Regions from separate parts of the Mus musculus genome. Here regions 1, 2, 3, 5, 6 and 7 are each linked to region 4. A link is a contact called in public HiChIP or PLAC-seq and promoter capture Hi-C data. All regions are on one chromosome and are shown on one strand. Each heading gives the region's core, a stretch centred on a gene start, on an enhancer-like site or on the middle of the called end of the contact. The rest is flanking DNA. Distances are from core to core; before and after follow the strand shown.

Region 1 (2,700 bases), core at 24-2,523, 270 kb after region 4:
CTCCCAAGTGTTGGAATTAGAGATGTGCATCACCGCACCTAGCTCACTTACCGTTTGCATATTTTTGTTTTGAGACAAGGTCTCAAGTAGCCCAGGCTGACTTTGATCTCCTTACTGCCATGCCTACAACCCCCGAGAGCTCACTCAGGTGATGGCCATACACCCCTAACCCACACCCACTGTGCTACACGGAGCAGGTTTTGGAAGGGGAAGAGCGCAAGCCCTTCTTAGCATGCTTCTTTTGAATGTGGTAAGGACAGTCCCTGGTACCACTGGAAGGAAGCCAGTGGGTGCACCCTGAGGTGGGCAGGAGGCAGGGGAGATACAGGGCCTTAGAACCACTCAGAATCCTGGGTGGGGAGATGTGAGGACACCTGAAGAAGACTTTGCAGCCAGGTGACTCTGTGTCAGTTTTCACCACTGAGGGTAAACAAGGGTTGGCAACTGAAGTTGCAGGAAGAGAAGCCCAAACAGAAATCTTCAGGAGTGGACAGAGCACGGAGCAAGATTGTTCTGTCCTACAGAGCTAATGTCCCACTGAGCCTCAGTGACTGTGGACCAGCATAGGGAAGTGAGACAGGAACAGCCTCACCTGAGGAAGACAGGGACCCTGTTCTCCATCGCTGCTGGCCAGGCAGAAACTACATTCTTCACCCCAATTCTTACCCTGGCTGCCAAAGGGCAGTCCCCAAAGCAGTTCACTTCTTATCAATCAAGTCTCAATAGGCATGAGAGCTCAGGTCTTCCCGGCTCAGGAAATGGAAGCGGTTGACCCTGCAGCCCTGCTAAGGACGGGGGTGGCTGGGTGGCACCCGAGCCCTTCCCCCTCTAAGCTTGCTGCTCTCTTCCTCAACAACATCAAGTGCTTCTCAGGACCTCTAGCGACGACCCCTGACACCCTGTGAACCTCAAGTCTCTGCACTCTCTAGTCAGCCCCGGCCAGGGCTCATAACAGCAGCAAAAGCCCCAGGCCCAACTCCTCTCTGTGCTGTTGCAAGGGCGGGAAGATCGAGAACTGCTGAGACCAGTCTGAACTGTCCATACAAGGCAAAGAAACCAACGCTCAGGTTTTGCTGCAGGCCTCCTCGCGCAGGCCTCCCCCACCCTCCCCCGCCAGGTCCCCAGCTCCCTAGCCTAGTACATTTCAAAGCCATTGAGAAGTCCTGCTGTGTCCCAAGGGAGGCGCCTGCTTAGCCAGAGCTGGAGAAGCAAAGGACAAGGGCTTTTCATCAATAGCCGAAGCTGCAGGTGCAGCGGCTGACTCTTCTCAGGATGCAAGGCGTTCCGAGAGCCGGCTCTGAGTCACGCATGCAGCTGTCTCTCCAGAACCCTGCCTGCCCCAGCCCTGGCTCCCTGTGGGTGCCCAGCAAATGAACAAGCAAATAAAACCATGAATGAGTGATAATAACAGCTCCTGATGTGGCATCCTTTCAAATATTAACTCATTTATTCCTCAGGAAAGTGTTAAGATTCTCATAATAGAAGACTCAAATTTCCATAATAAAAACTATATTATTCCCACTTTCTAGGCAGAGAAACTAAAACAAATACATGATAAGAAACCCAAACCAGGATGACAAGGCTTTGTCTAAAACTATTAAGGTTTTTATTTTTATTTATTGCTTTAAAGACTTATTTATTTTATGGATATGAGTACACTGTAGCTGTCTTCAGACACACCAGAATAGGGCATCGGATCCCATTACAGATGGTTGTGAGCCACCATGTGGTTGCTGGGAATTGAACTCAGTACCTCTGGAAGAGTAGTCGGTGCTCTTAACCGCTGAGCATCCCTCCAGCCCGTGGTTTTTATTTTTAAGATTTAAAAAATCTTATTTATGGCTGGGCAATGGTGGCACATGCCTTTAATCCCAAAACTCAGCAGACAGAGGAAGAGGCAGATCTCTCTGAGCTCGAAACCAGCTTGATCTACAGGGTAAGTTCCAGGACAGCCAAGGCTACACAGAGAAACCCTGTCTCTAAAACAGAACATATCTTGTTTATGTGTCTGTACGTACATGTCTGTGTGAGTGTATTGCGCATGTGTGTGCAGGTGTCCGAGGGGCATCAGATCCCTGGGGGCTAGAGTTACAGAACTCTGTGAGCCAACCAACTCCAGTTCTCATGGCTGAACAGCAAGTACTCTTGACCACTGAGCCATTTTTCCAGCCCCTGAGAATTGTTATGGTTTGGACATGACTTGAGCATTTCCCCCTAGCACCCAGGTCCTGAGGCCTGTTCCTAGTGTGCTGGCATCGAGAGGTGATTGACCTTTAAGAGGTGGAGCTGGCTGGGAGTATAGCTCAGTGGTAGAATATTTGCCTTGCATACATGAAGCCTAGGCTCAAGCAAAAGGAAGGTAGGGAAAGAAAGAAGCCAGCAGAAGTCAGCTAAGCGGCTGGGGGAACTGCCCTCCGGAGGGAATAAGGCAGATATCATAGGTCCGTTCTTGAAAGAGTGAGGTGTGGGCTATGGAGACAGCCCAGTCAGCTGGGAAAGCAGACAGACCCATGTGAAAAAGGTCTGCAGTGGTCCGGCACTGTAGGTTCAGACAGATAGTTCCCTAGAGCTCACTGGTAGCACCCCTGAGCTAGTAGGTAAGCTCTAGGCCAGGAAGAGACTCTATCTCACAAAACAAAACAATCAAACTAAAAAACAAGGTAGGAGGCTCTGAGGAATGCTCAGAATGACAGCTCTGGC
Region 2 (2,700 bases), core at 83-2,582, 460 kb before region 4:
TTAAGCCAACCCTTACGAAACTGGCTGTCCTTCATGACCATTTCTTATAAACATTTGTGGGAGTGGAGCAGGGCGGGTTGGCATGGGAATGGATTTGAAATTTAAAGTTACTGGAAATCAAATGATGTGCTTCTGCTCTGTCTAGACAAGTTTGTAAGATCAATTGGATTTATGTGGAAACAACTGTGCCTTATAGTCCGTGGGCTTCTCAGTGTCCAAAGCAAAGAAGGCACAAGACATGTTGGTATCATATGCAAGCATTCCTTTTTCATCTTGGACACTGATTAGTGCTCTAAGTCCCACACTTTACAACAGTTTACCTTCCAGGATCTAACTCTACTTTGCTGACTGCATAAAAAATAATGTTGGCTGTGTGTTTGTGCACACTACTCCCAGTATTACCCCGTGTGAAGTAGTTTTTCACAGTGTTTTCTTTGGAGTCAGACATTTTCACATACATACAACCTCTCAGCTACTACTTACATTCAGAGAACTTTTACCCATGGAAAAAGAAATAAGAGCTATAATGGTCACCACAGCATTCTACTGTGTCAGCAGTAACTTGACAAGAAGTCCAAGGTCATTTGCTGCTTGACACAGTATTTGTGAGATCCAACTGGACTCTAGAATCTCCATGCTACCTACACTTTTTCACAGTGTATCAACTTGGACATGTGAAGGTGGATGGGGGGTGGTGTCACACCCCGGGGTGTGTGTTTGTGTGTGACAGAGACAGAGAGTGAGAGACAGAGAGACAGGGAGAGACAGAGAAACAGAAAGAGACAGAGACACGGACAAACACACATACATACAGACACATAGACACAGAGAGAGACAGAGACCGGAACAGAGAGACAGAGACACACACACAAAGAGGCAGAGAGACAGGCACAGAGACAAAGAGACAGACACAGACAGACAGACAGACAGACACAGAGAGTGAGAGAGAGGGAGAGAGAGAGAGAGAGAGAGAGAGAGAGAGAGAGTGACACAGAACTCCTCATTCCCCTTCAAAGTGTCTCAGGGTCCCCACCACATGACAGTTGGGTCTGGAAGTCACTTTGGGCCTCAGTTACTCCTCACCCTCAGTCGCTGAGCATCCCGGCTCCCTGGAGACGCCCTCACCTGGTCAAGTCGCGCAGCCGCGCCTCCTCGCCGCGCAGGTAGCGCCTCAGTGTCCCCAGCAGCCTGCGCTCGGGCGCCAGGGCGCGCGCCACGCTGGTCAGCGCGGAGAACGTGTCCTCCCGCCCCGTGGCCGCCGCGGGGTCTCCCCCGAGCGCCAGCAGCGCCAGCAGAGCCAGCCGCGCCCCTGGGCCCATCGCAGGGTCGCGCGTCCCTCCGCGCTCTCGCCCGGCGCCGCCCCGGCCCGCCCGCCCGCCCGCAGCCTTCCGTCGCCCGCCCTTGGCCGCCTCCGTCCCCTCAGCACTGAATTCCTTAGTGCCTGGCCCGCCGCTAACTCCACACTGATTCCACCGTGCCTGTCACATTTGGGGGAACTGAGGCGAGCGCGGGTGAGCAGTGATTTCTCTAGTTACAGCCGTGCTGAGCCATCATCCAAATTCCTCCTGTGGGACAGGGGAGGACACAAAAACCTCTGGATTATGAGGGGAACTCCAAAGGGTGACACAGCATGGTGACAGAAGTGCAGGTGGCTGGGGCAGAGGGGTAAAGTCTTCACAGAGGACAGGACCTCAGGTGATCTTGAAAGATGGCTAGGACTTACAGAAGCTGAAACTCTAGGATCGAGTCACTACAGAGTCACACAAAAATACCATCATTATATTCTACTAGGCTGCTTGTTTCTTTCACCCCGCTATCCCTTTTGCCCAGCAATGTTTATTCATTTACTCATTCATTTAAGTGTTCAGTAACATCTGTGCTATAGTAGGTGCAGATGCAGCCCGCTGCTCATAAAGGGAAATGGAAATGTAAACCACCATAAAAACACAAAATGGGCAACCACAGGCTGTGTGCAATGGGTGAGGACCTCATCCCCAAAGAGGGGCTTCCCCTGGCATGCTTTGATGGGGAGAGAGCTTCACAGAGTCAATGTGTGTAGTTCTAACAGTATCTTGACTTTAGGCCATCCTGGATTATCCTGGTGAGCTCAACGCAGTTGCCAAGGTCCTTTTAAAAAGGCAAAGAAAAAGCCGGGCGGTGGTGGCCCACGCCTTTAATCCCAGCACTTGGGAGGCAGAGAAACCCTGTCTCGAAAAACAAACAAACAAACGGCAAAGAAAGATACAGGACAATAACAGCCAAATCAGAGACTTGATGATGCTGTGTTGCGACTTTGAAAATGGATAAACGGTCTGTGAGTAACAGGTTGTAGGTAGCTTCTAGAAGGTTGAGAAGGCTGGGGGACAGATCTTTCCTAGTCTGCAGGAAGAACAGATCTGCCAATACCTTGATTTTATCTCGTGACACCTATTCGTTACGGTTTGAATTTGAAATGAACCTCACAGTTTCATCCTCTTGAATACTTGGTAAAAACCAAGCTATGGAGCTTTGGGGAAGTAGGGCTTACATACTCCACTAGGTTCACTAAGGCTTCACTGCTGGCCAGAGCCATCAGGTTTCTGTCTGCTGGATGTGAGCACCGGCCACATATGCTAGCCACCAGACGGGGCAAGACCTGCCAACACACCTTCCTTTTCATGATGGGCTCCAGGAGTCAAAGAAATCTTTTCTCTGTTACAG
Region 3 (2,702 bases), core at 165-2,664, 290 kb after region 4:
TTAATATCAGAAGAAAGGAGGTAAAGGCAGAGGGAAGGACACAAACAGAAGAGTAATAAGGAAAGCAATGGTAAACGGCAGGTGCAGGGAGGCTAGAGGAGGGGCCAGAGAAGATGGCAAGGAGACTCTCAAGGGCCAGGAAGGTGAACCAGTCTGGTCATAAGGGTTGACCCCACGAGCTTCCCTGCCCCTCCCTAGCCCTCCTACTTTGACCTAGTTTCCATTTCGAGGGCCTAACCTTTCCTCTCAAGGCAAGCTCTACAAAACAGTTCCCGTCACCCTCCCTCAGCTACATGGAGCCCCTAGCTATGTGCTTTGGAGGACAGAGGGGAAGAAAGCCATGTGAATGGGGACCTGCCTTCCAGGTCTCAGAGCCTTCCACTCTGTGACCTGTGTTCCCGGCCCTGCTATGAGGAGTCAGAAGTGAGTGTATCCACTGCTCTGAGGATGTCAGTCCCTGCAGGCATTTTATGCCTTGCATGTGTGTGGTTAGCCTTGATGTGTCACTAAGACCTGTGGCCACATCGTGTCACGTCAGAGAGGGTTGACAGACTGCACGTACTAGCTTAGACCGTGCTTTGCAGCACCCAAGTGCCAGGCTACGTATGTCGGTGTATGCCCGCATGTGTGTAGCAACACGAGGGTGTTGTTAGAGCTGGTGCGTGTTCGAGTGGGACCTGTGTATGCTAACAGGACTGACAGCAAGAATGTGTTGACAGACTGGTGTGTGCGTGAGAGACCGTATGTGACGTCGTCGTGTCACAAATGCGAAGTGTGGCAACGACTGTCAGTGTGTGCCTGCAGAAGGGTGCTCATGTGTTTATGAGCTTGTGTGTTGTGTGTCAGCCTGCCCCAGAGCGTCCTGAAGTCTATCGACCAGGGCTGGGTGTGTGAGCTCGTCTCGGCCAGGAGCCGTGAACCCAATGGGGTGGCCCACCCTGGGTGCCTCGGTACACATGGTTCTGGCCAGAGAACCACACAAGAGACTTGGGAGGACAACAGAGTGCCAGATCCCGGGTGACGCTGACTGGAACCTCCGCCCGTGCCCTCGCCCAGGTCGTCCCCACGCGCGCGTGGGACAGGGCGGCCACCCGCACTCACCGTGTCCCTTTGTCGCCCATGGTCCGCGGCGGCCGCAGGGAGGTCCGCGGCGTCAGCGTCCAGGCTGGAAAATCCCCGGCCGCCAGGAGAAGCGCGGGCCAGCCCGCTCCCGGCTACCCCGCTCCGCCTCCTCCGCTGTCGCCGCCGCCGCCCCCGCCCGGGTCCCCGCCCGTCGCTCGAGCAGCACAGCGCCCAGGCCGCCGCCAGGGGCGTGGAGCGTGCGGGTGTGAGCGCGCGTGTATGCCTCCGTGCGCGGCTCTGCGTGTGCGCGCCCAGAGAGTGAGGGCTGCGTGGCCGGCCGCGGCTGGTCCACGGGAGCGCGTGCACGCAAGCGCGTGCCAGTGCTGGTGCGTGTGCACGGCTGTGCGCGCGAGCCTGTCGGGAGGTGGGGTGTGGAGAGAGAGAGAGAGAGAGAGAGAGAGAGAGAGAGAGTGTGTGTGTGTGTGTGTGTGTGTGTGTGTGTGTGTAGAGGTAGCACGTCTTTGTGCAGTTGTGTATGTGTGCTCACAGTCGTGGGTGCGAGCGCTCTCTCCCGCGCACGCCAGGACTGGCCTTTGTGTCTGCGGATAGAAGCAAGCGGAAAATCCGCAGACTTCAAGGCCCAGCCTCAGAGGCGCCCCTGTGTGAGGACAGCGAAAGATTCCAAAAGCCTAGCCAGGCCTTCGCCCTTTGCTCCACCCTCCCCACCCCCGCCCTTCTGGAGAGATACCACCCAACGACACAACAGGGACAGGAAGAAGGGGTGGGGGCGGGCAGCGGACTGCAATGCTGGAGAGCAGATGAGAGTGGAAAGGGGAGGGGCAGGCAGAAAGAGGAAGCAGTGAGAACAGGAGATAAAGAAGGGACCGAGAGCCAACTAGCTGGTGGCCTGTAGCATCTAGCATCATTGATATAGCACCCAGGCCTAGCTTAGGTGCCTGTAATGACTCTGGACACCACTCAGCCCATTTCAGGTCTATTGGCTGGGTCCTAAGACCAGCAGATGTCCTGTTCAATTGTTGAAGGAATCTGCTTGTTCTTGCGGGCAGACACCTGCACACAGCGGTGTCCAGCAGAGTCTACTGTCTGCAGCTTTCTTGGTATCCTTGGAAACCTTGACTTTCCTTACGTTTCCTACCCCTGGAGAAGTAGCCGGTGTGCAGTGGGAGGGTAGAGTTCAGAGGCTAAGAAGGGGTAGGAAAGGGTTTGAATCCATTTTCTCCTAGAAGGGATCTTGAGGCAGTGGGAGGAATGTAAGGTCCTCAGCCCCTCACTGCTGGAGTTTGACTAATTGGCACTGATAGGTCCCTAATATCGGAGTATTAACGATAGGAAAGGAAGCTATCATTTACTCTGATGCAATTGCGGGGTCTGGAAACATCTCCTGTAATTATGTTCAGAAGCAGTTACCTATGCTGTTTACATAGAGTGTGCTGTTTATAGAATTGGTAATAATATCCCAGGATAATGACTATAATTATGTCCAGATTGGGGAGGGGTGGGTAGAGGCTAATGGACAGGCAGGGTGGTCCACATCTGGGCAATGGTAAGAGCTAAGAGGAAGTGGATTAAGGTCTGTAACTTCACCTGCCCTTTCTTAGCCTCTGGGATCTTCCCTTCCT
Region 4 (2,700 bases), core at 84-2,583:
TCCTTTAAGTTAATATTCCATCTTTCCCTTCATCTTTTGACAAATTCCTTTATGTTTTACTTGGTTCCAACAAAAAAAATGAGTTTCAATTGTTTCTCTCCATGTGAGTTCTACTTCTGAGTATCAAGTTCACTTCAAAGAAAGAAGACCCCATATTCTTACACTGGAACTAGAGGAGGCAGCCATTTGGGAGAGAAACTCCTAACATGACTGGGATGAAATAAAAGGAAGTCACTTTGCTCCTTGGTGGACAGGGCCCTGCCCCCTGGCATCCTCACAGGCAGAGGAGGAATGGGGTCCGGCCGAATCGGCCCTGCTGTGCTGCTTTCTATCTTACTGTGGTTAGACCCACACTTGGGGGTGTGATTTCTTATATTATAAGGTGAAGGGTGCTATCATACATCTTACTATTATAAGTCAAATACAAGTCACTCCCCACAGGGTAATGCCACTATGCTAAATGTCCTAGTTCATTATGTTAACCTGGTACATAAGGAACCACTGTGAATTTTGATACCAATGTACTCCACATCTTGGTTTTTATGTTTGTTTGTTTGGGTTTTTGTTTTGGTCGTGACTTTTTCATTTTCTTTTTAGTCTCCTCTGGTAGCCTTGTTGACCTGATGGGTTTTGTTTGTTTGTTTGTTTCGGTTTGTTTTTTTGTTTGTTTGTTTGTTTGTGTTGTTGTTGTTTTTTTTTAACAGTCATTTTTAGCTTTCTTTGTCCCCACCCCTGGCTGATCTCTTAGATGCTGCAGTGTGTCAAGAGGGGCCTTTTCCTCTTTTGATTTTGGTAGGTGGGGAAGAATGGGATGGTCCTTGCGTGTGATTGTGAAACAAGAGAATGGATTCAGTACTTGGTGACAGATACATGTATGTAAATGTGTGTAGACAATATACAATAAGTTATCGAAGGTACAGGAGAGTGAACCTAGGACGTTGCACCTGCTAGGCGAGTGCTCTGCCACCTAACTGGTTTCTCGGCTCTGTTTATACTTTTTTTTAAAAATCTTGCGAGAAGGGCAATTGTTCAGGGTGGCCTTAAACTCATTTTGTAGTCCAGACAGATGAAATTTAACAGTCTCTACCACACTAGCAAAGTCCACAGCCCCGCACCACCAGGCCCTGATAAATATATACATTTTGGAACCTTTTGCAAGGAGAATGTCCAGTGCTTTGTGTGAAAACACCCCCTTCCACCTTTTATCTTTTTAGGAGTCCCCTCTGAGCCTCGGAACCTTTGTTCGACAATTAGACTGTCTAGGGAAGTTTTAGGCGGTGATACCTTCCACAGACCAATCGTTAAGGGCGTGGAGAAGCAAGCAGGGCGGGCACTGCGCGGTGAAGGGGCGTGGCCTGGCCGGGGAGGTTGACACCCAGACGCTGCTCTCAGTCCTCTGGCGCCTGCTCCCCAGCGCATTCCTTCTGCTCCTGGGATATTTGTCTCATTACTGCCAGTTCTTGCGCAGCGGTCACTGGGTTCGTTTCAGCGTCTGTGGTTTCTGTCGCTGTTATCCAGTCTCCATCGCCCCAGCTCAGCTTCAGGCCTTCTTCCGAGACTCCACGGGAGAGCCCAGAGAGCCTCCGGAGCCGGTGAGCTGGGGTGAGAGTCACCCGGAATTCGGCCGGGGACTGTGGGGACCTGCATCAGGAAGGAAGACTGAGTCAGCCAGAATCAGCTAGGACCATTCTACTTTTGCTTTCTTCCATCTAAAGCCAAACTTCAGCTGTAGTTTAGAACTGTGGGAACAAACCGAGACTGTGAAGTCTTCTTACTATAGAGGAGTTGTGGGCGACCAAAAAGGTTCCAAGGTGGAATGTTTTTGATACTAGATTTGCAACTGAGTGGTCTCCCCTAAGTTTTCCTCTTCAAACAAGGCTGACTTCAGAAGTCGTGCTAAACTGTACTCTCCCCAAGAAAGAGAATAGAGAGGACTTGGTTGGAAGGTGAGAGAGTATGGAACAGTAATTAATAATCAGAATTATCTGCTAAAGCAAACAACTCCAAAGCAGACCTGTACTAGATTCTTCTCAGCCCCTAGTTCTGAGCACATAGTTTGGGTGAATCCTTTAGGTGTGACCAGGCCACTGTGTTACCACTGTCATCATTATTATTAGAATAATCATAGTGAAAATTAATGACAATTTAATTGTTGAGGTGATGGCAGAACCAAAACTGAATTGTAAAAAGGTCAGCATTCACAATAATTAAAGACATCAATTTGTATAGTGCCTTAACGTTTATAAAGCATTTTTGAATGGTCCTGATAAGTACACATTACTAACCTTTAACAAATGAGAGCCAGTCATGGGGCCTGGCTCCTGTTAATCCAAGCACTCAGGAGGCTGGGGCATGAGAATCACAAGTTCAAGACCAGCCCAGGTGCTAAGAGGAGGTTGTAATTGATAGAATAATGCAGTGCTTAATGATGGGGCTTGGTACTGAGAACACAACAATGATGTGGTTTCATTGTGAGAACTTCATCAGTGTGTATGCACATCGTATGGCTCAGCTAGGCTGTATGGAGAATATATATATATATATATATATATATATATATATATATATATATATTCCATATATATGCCTATTGCGGCTGGAGCCATGATGAGTGAAACATGAAATGAAGTCAAACACAAGAAAAAATGGTGTCAAGAGATTCTGAAAGCATGGATTGTGTGAGGCTGCTGCCAGCTAAGG
Region 5 (2,700 bases), core at 24-2,523, 450 kb after region 4:
AGCCCGGACCCCGGGAAGAGATCTTTTGGAACAGGGAAGCCCTGCCTTCAACGCAGGTTCACCTTTCCTGGGAGGTGGCATGCCCATGACCCAAGAGTGGCTGGTAAGAAGGACCTCTTCGGCTTCAGGACCAGTGCCTGGATTTCGATGCCCCAGAGGCCCCCACCCTGCCAAGCTCTCACGTGCATGCAGGCTATCCACTTCTTTTCTTCTCCCCTCCCTCTTTGCTCTTTCTCTCTTTATCTTCTCCCTTCTCCCCAGTCTAATCCTCAACATGGAAGGCAGAGGACCTCAACCCTGCCACGCCTCAGTTTCCCCAACTGTCTGCGCCCATAACAATACACAATAGCTTTTATCTCGGGGTTGCTATGAGCTTTGGATAAGGAACGACTTGTGCAAGGGCGGGGCTCGGACCTGCACACAATGGGCACTCAATAAGTGCGGGCTTCTCTCTACTATCTTTCGCGCGCCCTCTCCTAAACAGTTCACTCTCTGCCCGTGTCCCCTCCACGCCCTCCGCTGACCCGGGCCCTGCCTCTAAGGCTCCCGGGACTGCTCCCGCCGCGCATCCGGGGCTCTCACCTGCAACCTCCGCTCGCTGGAGACTGTGGCAGGAGAAGCCCCTGTGTTCCCCTGGGAGCAAGCACCCCAAGATCCTTAACCTAGGGCGGAGAAAGGTGGCAGCTTCGACTCGCCCAGGGGTTCGGTCCGACTGTTCTGCCTGCTTGGGACCCCTCACGGTGCGCTGGACCCGGGCGGTGCCAGTACAGTTTCAAGTCCGGAGCAGTTCGGTCCAAGGCAGCTGAAGATTTGGTTCTCCAGGAGCTGGAGGCCGGTGGGCGTCCCGGCTCCTCTACACTCAAGTCCCAGAGCTGGGGCCACCTTGCGCCGACCAGGGGGCGGAGGACACTCCAGCAGAGATGGGTCAGTATGATGGGGCCGAGAACGTCCCGTCTCGGAACTCCGGATCAAGGCCGGGGCTCGAACGTCCCAGCAGCTCCAGACCACGGGGCTAGGAAAGTCCAGGCGCGGAATGCGGGGCTCGGACAAGCAGGGCAGGGCAGGGCAGGGCAGGCGGAGCGCCAGCGGCCGGAGCAAGGCGAAGAAGTCTGCCCAGGTCCCGACGCCGCTCACTCTGCAAATCTGGGCGGACCTGTGCCGGCAGCGGACTCCAGAGCTCCGGGCCGCCGCTCCACTTCCTCCTCTTACCGGCTCCCCGCTCACCGCTTGCTCAGCCTCGCGCCGCAGCCTCTGCTACTGCCGCTGTCACCCTAGCCGCCCACCCCCACCCGAGCTGCAAACCGAGCCGAGCCGAGCCGAGCCGAGCCGAGCCCTGCCGAGACAGCTCCGGAGCGCCTGCGAGCTTGGCCCCTCCCCTAAAGGGTGGGACCAACAGAAACCCCGCCCCTGGCCGGGCCGGGAGCAAAGGCGGGGCGTGAGAGACACTGCTAGGCCGGTCCCCGGCGCAGTTGGGCAGCAAGAGCCAATGGGAGAGTGGAAGAGGGGTGGAACTCTGCTGAGCGTGGTCTGGTGCCGCTGGAGAAGGACAATGAAAGCTGCGCGTAGCAAGCGAGCCAGCCGCCTGGAGATCAAGATGGTGGGCTCGGGGGCCTGGGTTGACTGTGACTGAGCACGAGGCCAGCAGTGGGAAAGGGCGAAGCATGGAGGAGGCGAGGTTAGGACTGGGATGTCCCTGGATGGCGGAACCTGGGGCGTAGCGTGATACAGCCAGCCTCTTGCTCCTCCCCGCTGCTAGGGCTCCTTGCACTGAGTAGCATTTGGGAGCAGTGCAAGGCTCTGATTTTAGGAAGCGATGCAAAAAAGTTTGTAAAAATAAAAAGCAGATCTGTTTCCCACACTTCCCCTTTCCCAGAGTTCTGCGGCTCAGGGAGGAACGTCGTTATCAGTTTCAAAAATATGAGCGGAGGTGTGTGAGGACAGCTCACTTCGAATCGTGACTTCTGTCGGCTGTGCACCTTCCCCACCCCTCCCTGTCTTTGAAGTATCCAGCGTCCTGTGTGAGGCACCGAACAGGAGTGAAGGGTTTGATATATGAATGAGTGTTGCGAGTGCGCGTGGGCAGGGCTTAAGTCACTAATTGGCTTGGGGAGCCCTAGGATGAGGCAGCCCAGCCCAGGTTCATCTGCAAGCCTCAAATCAATTTTCTGCGTGAAACCCCTTTGTCACTGCTGTGGACCAAGACTGTAGGGGGCGCATGGTGTTTTCCAGATTGCTGTTGCTGGTATAGGATTCTATCCACCAACTCTGTGACATTCCTGGACTAGACTGGCTCTGGAAGATGGCTTTAGCCTCCTAAGGCGATGCCAAGGTCATCCTTGACTACACAGTGAATGGAAGCCAGTGTGAGCCTGTCTCACAAGACATAATAATACCACCTTAAAGAAACTCAAGACACTGCAACTTGACAGTCGAATGAGTGAGGAACCACATGGGCTTAGAAGACCAAAGGAATGGCTTTCCTGACAGAAACAACAGCACTTACAAAGGACACCTCCAGAGATCTCTGCCTCGTATTGGTTAGCAGAGGCTTCCCTGAGCAGGTTACAGGCAAACTGAGGTCAAAAAAAGCTAGCAAGGTTAGTAGGAGTTGACCGTGCTCCTGAGAAATCCTGGCAGCAGTAGAGCAAAAGTCAAAGTGGGAGATTCCAGCGAGGCAGGTAGAAGGGAGTTCAGACTTAT
Region 6 (2,700 bases), core at 106-2,605, 340 kb after region 4:
CCATGGCTGTGGTGCACTAGAAATGGAGAAACAGCTTCATCAGGTGACAGACCAGTCTGACTCTGTCCCATGATTAGAAGCCATCTTGTTACAAGGTCAAAATAAGTTCATTCCTGTTTTCTGTAACACTTGGGTTTGATCCTGTCGTCAACCCATTTTCTGGAATTTGACATGTTCCATACTCCATTATACCCTGACTTCCACCCTGATAAGATGTTCTGCCAAGTTCCTGTGTAGCCAACATTCCCCTGGAAATCTCTCTTCCCTTGGAAACCACCTAGTCTTAGAAATTTTGAGTTATATAAATTCCACTTCTATGTTTGATGCTATTCTTTAAAACTCCACTTTAGGGAGATAGCCCTGTCTGATAGAAAATAAAACTTGCTTAATTTGTCTAAAAGAGTTTAAGTAATAGTTTTTACTTTTGTTCCGTGGGATTAATACAGGGTGAAACAGACTCCCGTGTTTCCAGTGTGAAGTGAGCCACACACTGCAGTACAAGTTATATCAGCAGGTTCTGCCTCTGGGCAATGAACTTTTGCTTGTGTGGACATCAGGGTCTGTGTGAAGGGAAGGTCCTATGGCCTAGATTTATACTATTCAACAGTCTGTCCCCGAAGCCCTGGTGCTTTATTATTTTGACAAGCCCCTGCTGCTGGTATTCCACCCTGCTGCGAGTCAAAAAAGTTCCTGTCTCGGAAAAACAAAACAAAACAAAACAACCAAAAAATAAAATTTTTTTTTCCCACAGGTTCTAGTGGAGGTGCTCACTACCAGAAATCCTACAAATAAGCCCATCTCATGGATCAGGGTTTACCTTTGTAATAATATTAAATCTGTGTGCATGTGCGCACGCATGTGTTTTATGCTTGCATATATGTATACGCAGCCATGGTTTTCTACTGTCCCACTCACTCTGTAACTTACTGAGCCATCCAGCTGGTCCTCTAAATACATTTCAATGAAAGTTTTCATTAGCGTGAACGTGAAGGTGGTAAAATCTGTTAGTGTGTGCTTATGCCTGTGGTTTGCACCTCTAGTCTGAAGGTTGCTCTTTTCAAATTTTTTATTTATTTACGTTTTTACTTTTGAGTCAGAAACTCATAAAGGCCAAGCTGGCCTCGAATTCGCTATGTAGTCAATGATGACCTTAAACTTGTGACCCTCTACTTCGTTAGTGCTGGAACCCCAAGCTTGCTGAGTACAGAGCACTTTCAGACCGGAACTAGATGTCTACTTCCTGTTCCGCCTACATTACAGGTTGCTAGGTTACACCCCCCCTACGCCGTTTTAGACGCAAAACTTCATTTCCCATGCAAAACTTCATTTCCCATGAACACTTGCAAGGGTCGCCGCGCTGCGCGGCGTCATTGCTCCCGCCCTATATACCTACTTCCGCCCGCGAGCCACTTCCTTTCCTTTCAGCGGCGCGCGGCTGCAAGATGGCGGTGCAGATTTCCAAGAAGAGGAAGGTAAGCGTCTGGGCCCGGTTCGGGAGTCCGCCGCGGGTTCTACAAGTGCCAGGGAGGCCTGTGGCTCCGTGATCAGTCCTGTGGAGCGTCTGGGGCCGCCTGCCGTCTCTTCGAGCCTCGGATGGCCGTAGATTGTGTATTGGGCCGGAGCCGGGCGAGTGCTGTGTGCCTGGGCAAGGGAGGGACAAACTCCTCGAGTTCTGGACCGACTCGAACACCGGGCGCCTCCAGTTCCGGACTAGACACCTTTGAGCGTTTCTTGGTCTCCATAATAGTAATCCTGTGGCACAGTTAGAGGGCGTGTGCCATCAGATCTAGTCCAGTTTCTTTAGTAAGTGAAGTTTAGCAGTCCCTTCTCTTAGTCGCGTGATCCTGCAAGTGGCCATAGTTGAAAGCCTACTTACTGACTGCTGCCGTGTTCACTCGGGACCCGGAGCTGCAGCGTCCCTGTGGTTATCATTTCATGGGGGAAAAGTGTGCAGGTTGCCAGGTTTAGAAATAGATGGTCTGTCGTTTGTGCTTATGCACACAGATGATAAACCTGTTTTGAGTCAGGATTCCTCTCCTATCCGAGGTACAACTTACAGTCCCAGCTGTACATGTGCTACTTGGAGACAGATTTTTCTTTGTCTCTTGGGTGTAGATTATGCCGTAGAGCCCTTCGATGAAGAGGTGATGACGAGTCTGAGTAGGAAGTGTTGTCTTTGTCCAAGATGCCTCACTATGCTGCGTTCTGTGGCACAGCTGAAAGCACTGTGGTCAAAAGAAACTTCCTAAAGATGACCAAGAGGCATTTGTCTGAGAAGGGTTGCTGCTTTTCTGTAGGGCCATTGGGCTTGCTCTGACTAACCCTGTCTTCACCTCAGAGGTAACTTGTTTCCTTTGGTTCAGTTTGTAGCTGATGGCATCTTCAAAGCTGAGCTGAATGAATTTCTCACTCGGGAGCTGGCTGAAGATGGCTACTCTGGAGTTGAAGTCCGAGTTACACCAACCAGGACAGAAATCATTATTTTAGCCACCAGGTAGAAATACCATTGATTGTCACCTGTAAATACTGTGTGTACTGAGATGCTGTGTAAACTTGGGCCAACCAAGCAGTAAATCTGGCCTCAGTGGGTGTAACTGCTTTGTTAGAACTGCATTTGGGAAGAACTTACCTTCCATTTAACGTGTGTGCTGGCGTTGTGGTGGGCGGCAGGTGGGATCTTGAGTAAATGGTTGCGCTTCC
Region 7 (2,700 bases), core at 58-2,557, 480 kb after region 4:
GCCCGAAGTGGGGAAGGCTGGGGGTCCATTCCCTCCCCCACTGTTCTCTATAACTGCAGAGAACTCATCTTTTGGGATGCTGAGTGCAAGGATACATCTGTTCCACAGGCTCTGCATCTGGGAGAAAGAAAATACTTATGAGTCTGTTGATTGAATGTGAGTGAATGCATACAGGGTCTCTCTGGGGCTGGGGCTGGGGCTCAGTGGCAGGATGCTTTCTTTCCTGGTTTTCCTGAGGATCTGGGTTCCAGCCCCAGTGCACTGAAAAGAGGGGGAAAAGCCTCTCACTCCACCTCCTCTCTAGTGATGTCCATCTGTTGTCTGTCATTCCACTATCAGAAGATAGGAGGATCCTAAAACAACAGGCCTCACCTACTGAATTCCCCACTAGCTGCACACACCCCTCACAAAGGAGGTCCTGAAGGCAGGGACTTTGCCCAGTTGTGCAGATTTGTGCATGACACTAGAATAGTAAAGAATACTATCAGTTAACTCAGGGCTCAAGAAGCTATCTCAGTGTAAGAGGTGGGGTGGGGCGGGAGAGCCTGAGATAGTGAGACCCTGAGCCCCAAGAGGCAATGGAGATAGGGAGGGAGGGAAGGAGATAGCAGGGATGACCCATTTGAGACGGAGAAAGGGGCAGTTAGGACTTAACATCAACCAAGGGTACTGGCCCAGAAGGAAAGTCACACAATGCTGTATTTAATTCATCCAGGATGTTCCCTGCTGTATACTACTTCATGTCCAGTGGAACCACCTAGGTGTCTGTCTGAAATCAGTTCAAGACTTGGTTGCCAGGGTGAGGGTCCAGCTAGAATTCTCAGGGCCTCTCCTCCCCAGGGATGTTTCAAGGGTGAACCCTGGTTTGGAGAGGGACCCCTGCCTCTGACTTTTTCCTAAGGCAAAGGAGAGGGCCCCTGACTAAGGAGTAGCATCAGGGGTCCCTGATTAAAGCTTGATAACAGTAGGCAATGGATCTACTGGGGCAGAGCAGGGTCATGTGGGGCAGAAGGGATATGTGATCAGAGCAGGCTTGTGTGGGCAACCCCGAGAAGACGACAACTCCAGTCCCCGAGCGCAGGACTTTGGAGCCTGTCTGCCTTCAGTTCACTCTCGAGTCTAAACCCTGCTTTTCCACGTCCAGGACCGCGGAATCCCAAGAATGCCCTGGCTCCCAAGGTCTAGCTGGTGCGGGAGGAGAGTCCCCTCTACCTAGTAGGGCGAGGGGGCAGTAGGACCCAGGGGCTGGGAGAGAGCCCGCAGGCACAGGGGCGGGAGCCAGGGTGGTTTGGGGGAGGTCTTTGGCTTTTTTTCTCCTCTCCGAGCCACGGCGCCCTCCGGAAGCGTTTCCAACTTTCCAGAAGTTTCTTGGGACAGGCAGGAGGGGGTGGGGCCAGCCATATATAGATCCAGGGCCCGGGGCAGTGAGCTGAGCAGAGCCTGTCTGAGGAGCGATTGCCCTGTCGGTCCCGGAGCAGCCCAGCCCGGCCCAGGTGAGGGGCGGGAGCGGCCGGGCGATTTGGGGTTGCGCATTGGCCAAGGGGGAACGGATCGCTCCAAAGCTTGGGGTCCTGACACAGGTGGGCAGTGAAAGATCGGACTTGGAACTGTCACTTGCCTGGGTTCCCTGGAGCTGCGGTCTAGTACGCGGACTGCCTGGTAAAGTACGGAGAAGTCTCAGCTCGGGGAAGGTTAAAGGTGGTGAGAGGGAATGCGTAGAGCTGGGACTAAATGCTGGTGACCTTCTGCACAACTGAGAGGGGAGGGGAAAGACCTGACTGTCCCATCGTCCACGGGGAAGGGCCAGCTCTGCAGTCCCTAACTCAGGAGTGGAGGCCCAGGGACCCGCAGTGATTGATCCCAGACCAACCTCCCCACAGGCTGTGTAGGGGCCTCTGAACCTAGCACAAGAGGTGTAGACTTGGTGTCTCATCTCTAGCTGTTAAGGACCCCCTTGCTTTGGGGAGCAGTCGCTTTTTAATCAGTATCCTATGTGGAAGGTGGCCGGACTTGACCAATTAGTTCTGCTTTCACCTCACCCGAAAGGGGTGTCGTCAGGGTCCACAGGCCCTGGGTGACTTGAGTCACCCTGGTCCTTCCGTCCACCCATCTGGTTCCTGCAGGGCGAGGACTTCCTCTGAGGCTTTGAGGTATCCTGCCTCCAGCTTGGGGGACATTCCTGAGCCTCCAGACGAAAGGAAGAAGGCATCCATTCCCTGTATGGTCTAACGGCCTAGCTATCAACTTCCTGTGCTTCCTTCTGGGCCCTTTGGCATCCAGGGCACGCATGGAGGCCCTTGGAAAACTGGGGGCTTTGGTTGCCTGGAAGTAAGGCCGAGGCCACACCCTACTCTCTGATAGTTCTGTACCCATCCCCCATTTCCGTCTGGTCCTTTGTCTCTCTCCGAGGATTCCCTGCCGAGGTGTTTTTGTAGTGGGTTGCTGTGTAACAGGACTCCACAGTGGTCGGCCTGGGAGCTTTGCTGAAGGCAGAGCCCCCGGGAGAAAGCCTGACCTGCTTGAGCCGAAGAGGCCCAAGCTGGGCCCTGGTTTCTGCCTCTGCAAAAGAGGTCATCCACCTCCTTACTCCGGGTACCCACTGGGGACTGGGCCCGACCGGCCTCTGCTCCCCACGTCTCTAGGGGTTCCCATTTCTTCACTCTTCTGTTTTCTTTCAGAATGAAAAAGGCAGGCAATGAT

The links. Promoter capture Hi-C pulls out the DNA fragments that hold promoters and counts their contacts. HiChIP or PLAC-seq counts read pairs in DNA pulled down with a chosen protein or histone mark.
Region 1: a contact with region 4 is called in a promoter capture Hi-C map of neural stem cells. The contact joins the enhancer-like site here to the promoter of Neu3 in region 4. A contact is called at or near these places in 4 of 39 promoter capture datasets (cranial neural crest, embryonic stem cells, hippocampal neurons and 1 more), 1 of 115 datasets of contacts at active chromatin or transcription factors (bone marrow-derived macrophages) and 2 of 9 other capture datasets (adipose tissue and liver).
Region 2: a promoter capture Hi-C map of liver shows a contact between it and region 4, with 2.2 times the contacts expected there. The contact joins the promoter of P4ha3 here to the promoter of Neu3 in region 4. A contact is called at or near these places in 2 of 39 promoter capture datasets (embryonic stem cells and liver).
Region 3: a promoter capture Hi-C map of second pharyngeal arch cranial neural crest shows a contact between it and region 4. The contact joins the promoter of Arrb1 here to the promoter of Neu3 in region 4. A contact is called at or near these places in 21 of 39 promoter capture datasets (the 3T3-L1 cell line, 3T3-L1-derived adipocytes, the C10 cell line and 12 more), 1 of 115 datasets of contacts at active chromatin or transcription factors (bone marrow-derived macrophages) and 3 of 9 other capture datasets (adipose tissue, embryonic stem cells and liver).
Region 5: a contact with region 4 is called in an H3K27ac HiChIP or PLAC-seq map of extraembryonic endoderm stem cells. The contact joins the promoter of Gdpd5 here to the promoter of Neu3 in region 4. A contact is called at or near these places in 2 of 115 datasets of contacts at active chromatin or transcription factors (extraembryonic endoderm stem cells and trophoblast stem cells) and 2 of 9 other capture datasets (adipose tissue and liver).
Region 6: a promoter capture Hi-C map of the HPC-7 cell line shows a contact between it and region 4. The contact joins the promoter of Rps3 here to the promoter of Neu3 in region 4. A contact is called at or near these places in 26 of 39 promoter capture datasets (the 3T3-L1 cell line, 3T3-L1-derived adipocytes, the C10 cell line and 16 more), 5 of 484 Hi-C or Micro-C datasets (Th2 cells, bone marrow-derived macrophages, cortical neurons and 2 more), 23 of 115 datasets of contacts at active chromatin or transcription factors (the SCID.adh cell line, astrocytes, bone marrow-derived macrophages and 12 more) and 3 of 9 other capture datasets (adipose tissue, embryonic stem cells and macrophages).
Region 7: a promoter capture Hi-C map of liver shows a contact between it and region 4. The contact joins the promoter of Serpinh1 here to the promoter of Neu3 in region 4. A contact is called at or near these places in 5 of 39 promoter capture datasets (cranial neural crest, hippocampal neurons, liver and 1 more) and 2 of 115 datasets of contacts at active chromatin or transcription factors (extraembryonic endoderm stem cells and trophoblast stem cells).

What each region holds. Positions count from the first base shown.
Region 1 is chr7:99,557,829-99,560,528 of GRCm38.p6, reverse strand. All of the region lies in intron 1 of Arrb1 (arrestin, beta 1), which reads right to left. Among named protein-coding and RNA genes, the nearest start is that of Mir326, 6.9 kb to the right of the region's middle. Within about 2 kb of position 1,273, at least 38 of the 459 cell types and tissues checked have an H3K27ac peak or open chromatin away from gene starts, as enhancers often do. A contact at or near this core is called in neural stem cells, where this site is marked.
Region 2 is chr7:100,284,152-100,286,851 of GRCm38.p6, reverse strand. It overlaps P4ha3 (procollagen-proline, 2-oxoglutarate 4-dioxygenase (proline 4-hydroxylase), alpha polypeptide III), which reads right to left and starts at 1,332. Exons shown (of 13, transcript NM_177161.4): 1 at 1,126-1,332. The coding sequence starts at 1,319.
Region 3 is chr7:99,534,198-99,536,899 of GRCm38.p6, reverse strand. It overlaps Arrb1 (arrestin, beta 1), which reads right to left and starts at 1,414. Exons shown (of 16, transcript NM_177231.2): 1 at 1,102-1,414. The coding sequence starts at 1,121.
Region 4 is chr7:99,827,050-99,829,749 of GRCm38.p6, reverse strand. It overlaps Neu3 (neuraminidase 3), which reads left to right and starts at 1,333. Exons shown (of 3, transcript NM_016720.2): 1 at 1,333-1,592.
Region 5 is chr7:99,380,091-99,382,790 of GRCm38.p6, reverse strand. It overlaps Gdpd5 (glycerophosphodiester phosphodiesterase domain containing 5), which reads right to left and starts at 1,273. Exons shown (of 18, transcript NM_201352.3): 1 at 583-1,273.
Region 6 is chr7:99,482,364-99,485,063 of GRCm38.p6, reverse strand. It overlaps Rps3 (ribosomal protein S3), which reads left to right and starts at 1,355. Exons shown (of 7, transcript NM_012052.2): 1 at 1,355-1,472; 2 at 2,364-2,494. The coding sequence starts at 1,443. Snord15a (small nucleolar RNA, C/D box 15A) reads left to right here and starts at 2,132; the gene lies at 2,132-2,279.
Region 7 is chr7:99,351,846-99,354,545 of GRCm38.p6, reverse strand. Serpinh1 (serine (or cysteine) peptidase inhibitor, clade H, member 1) reads left to right here and starts at 1,307. Exons shown (of 5, transcript NM_001111044.1): 1 at 1,307-1,493.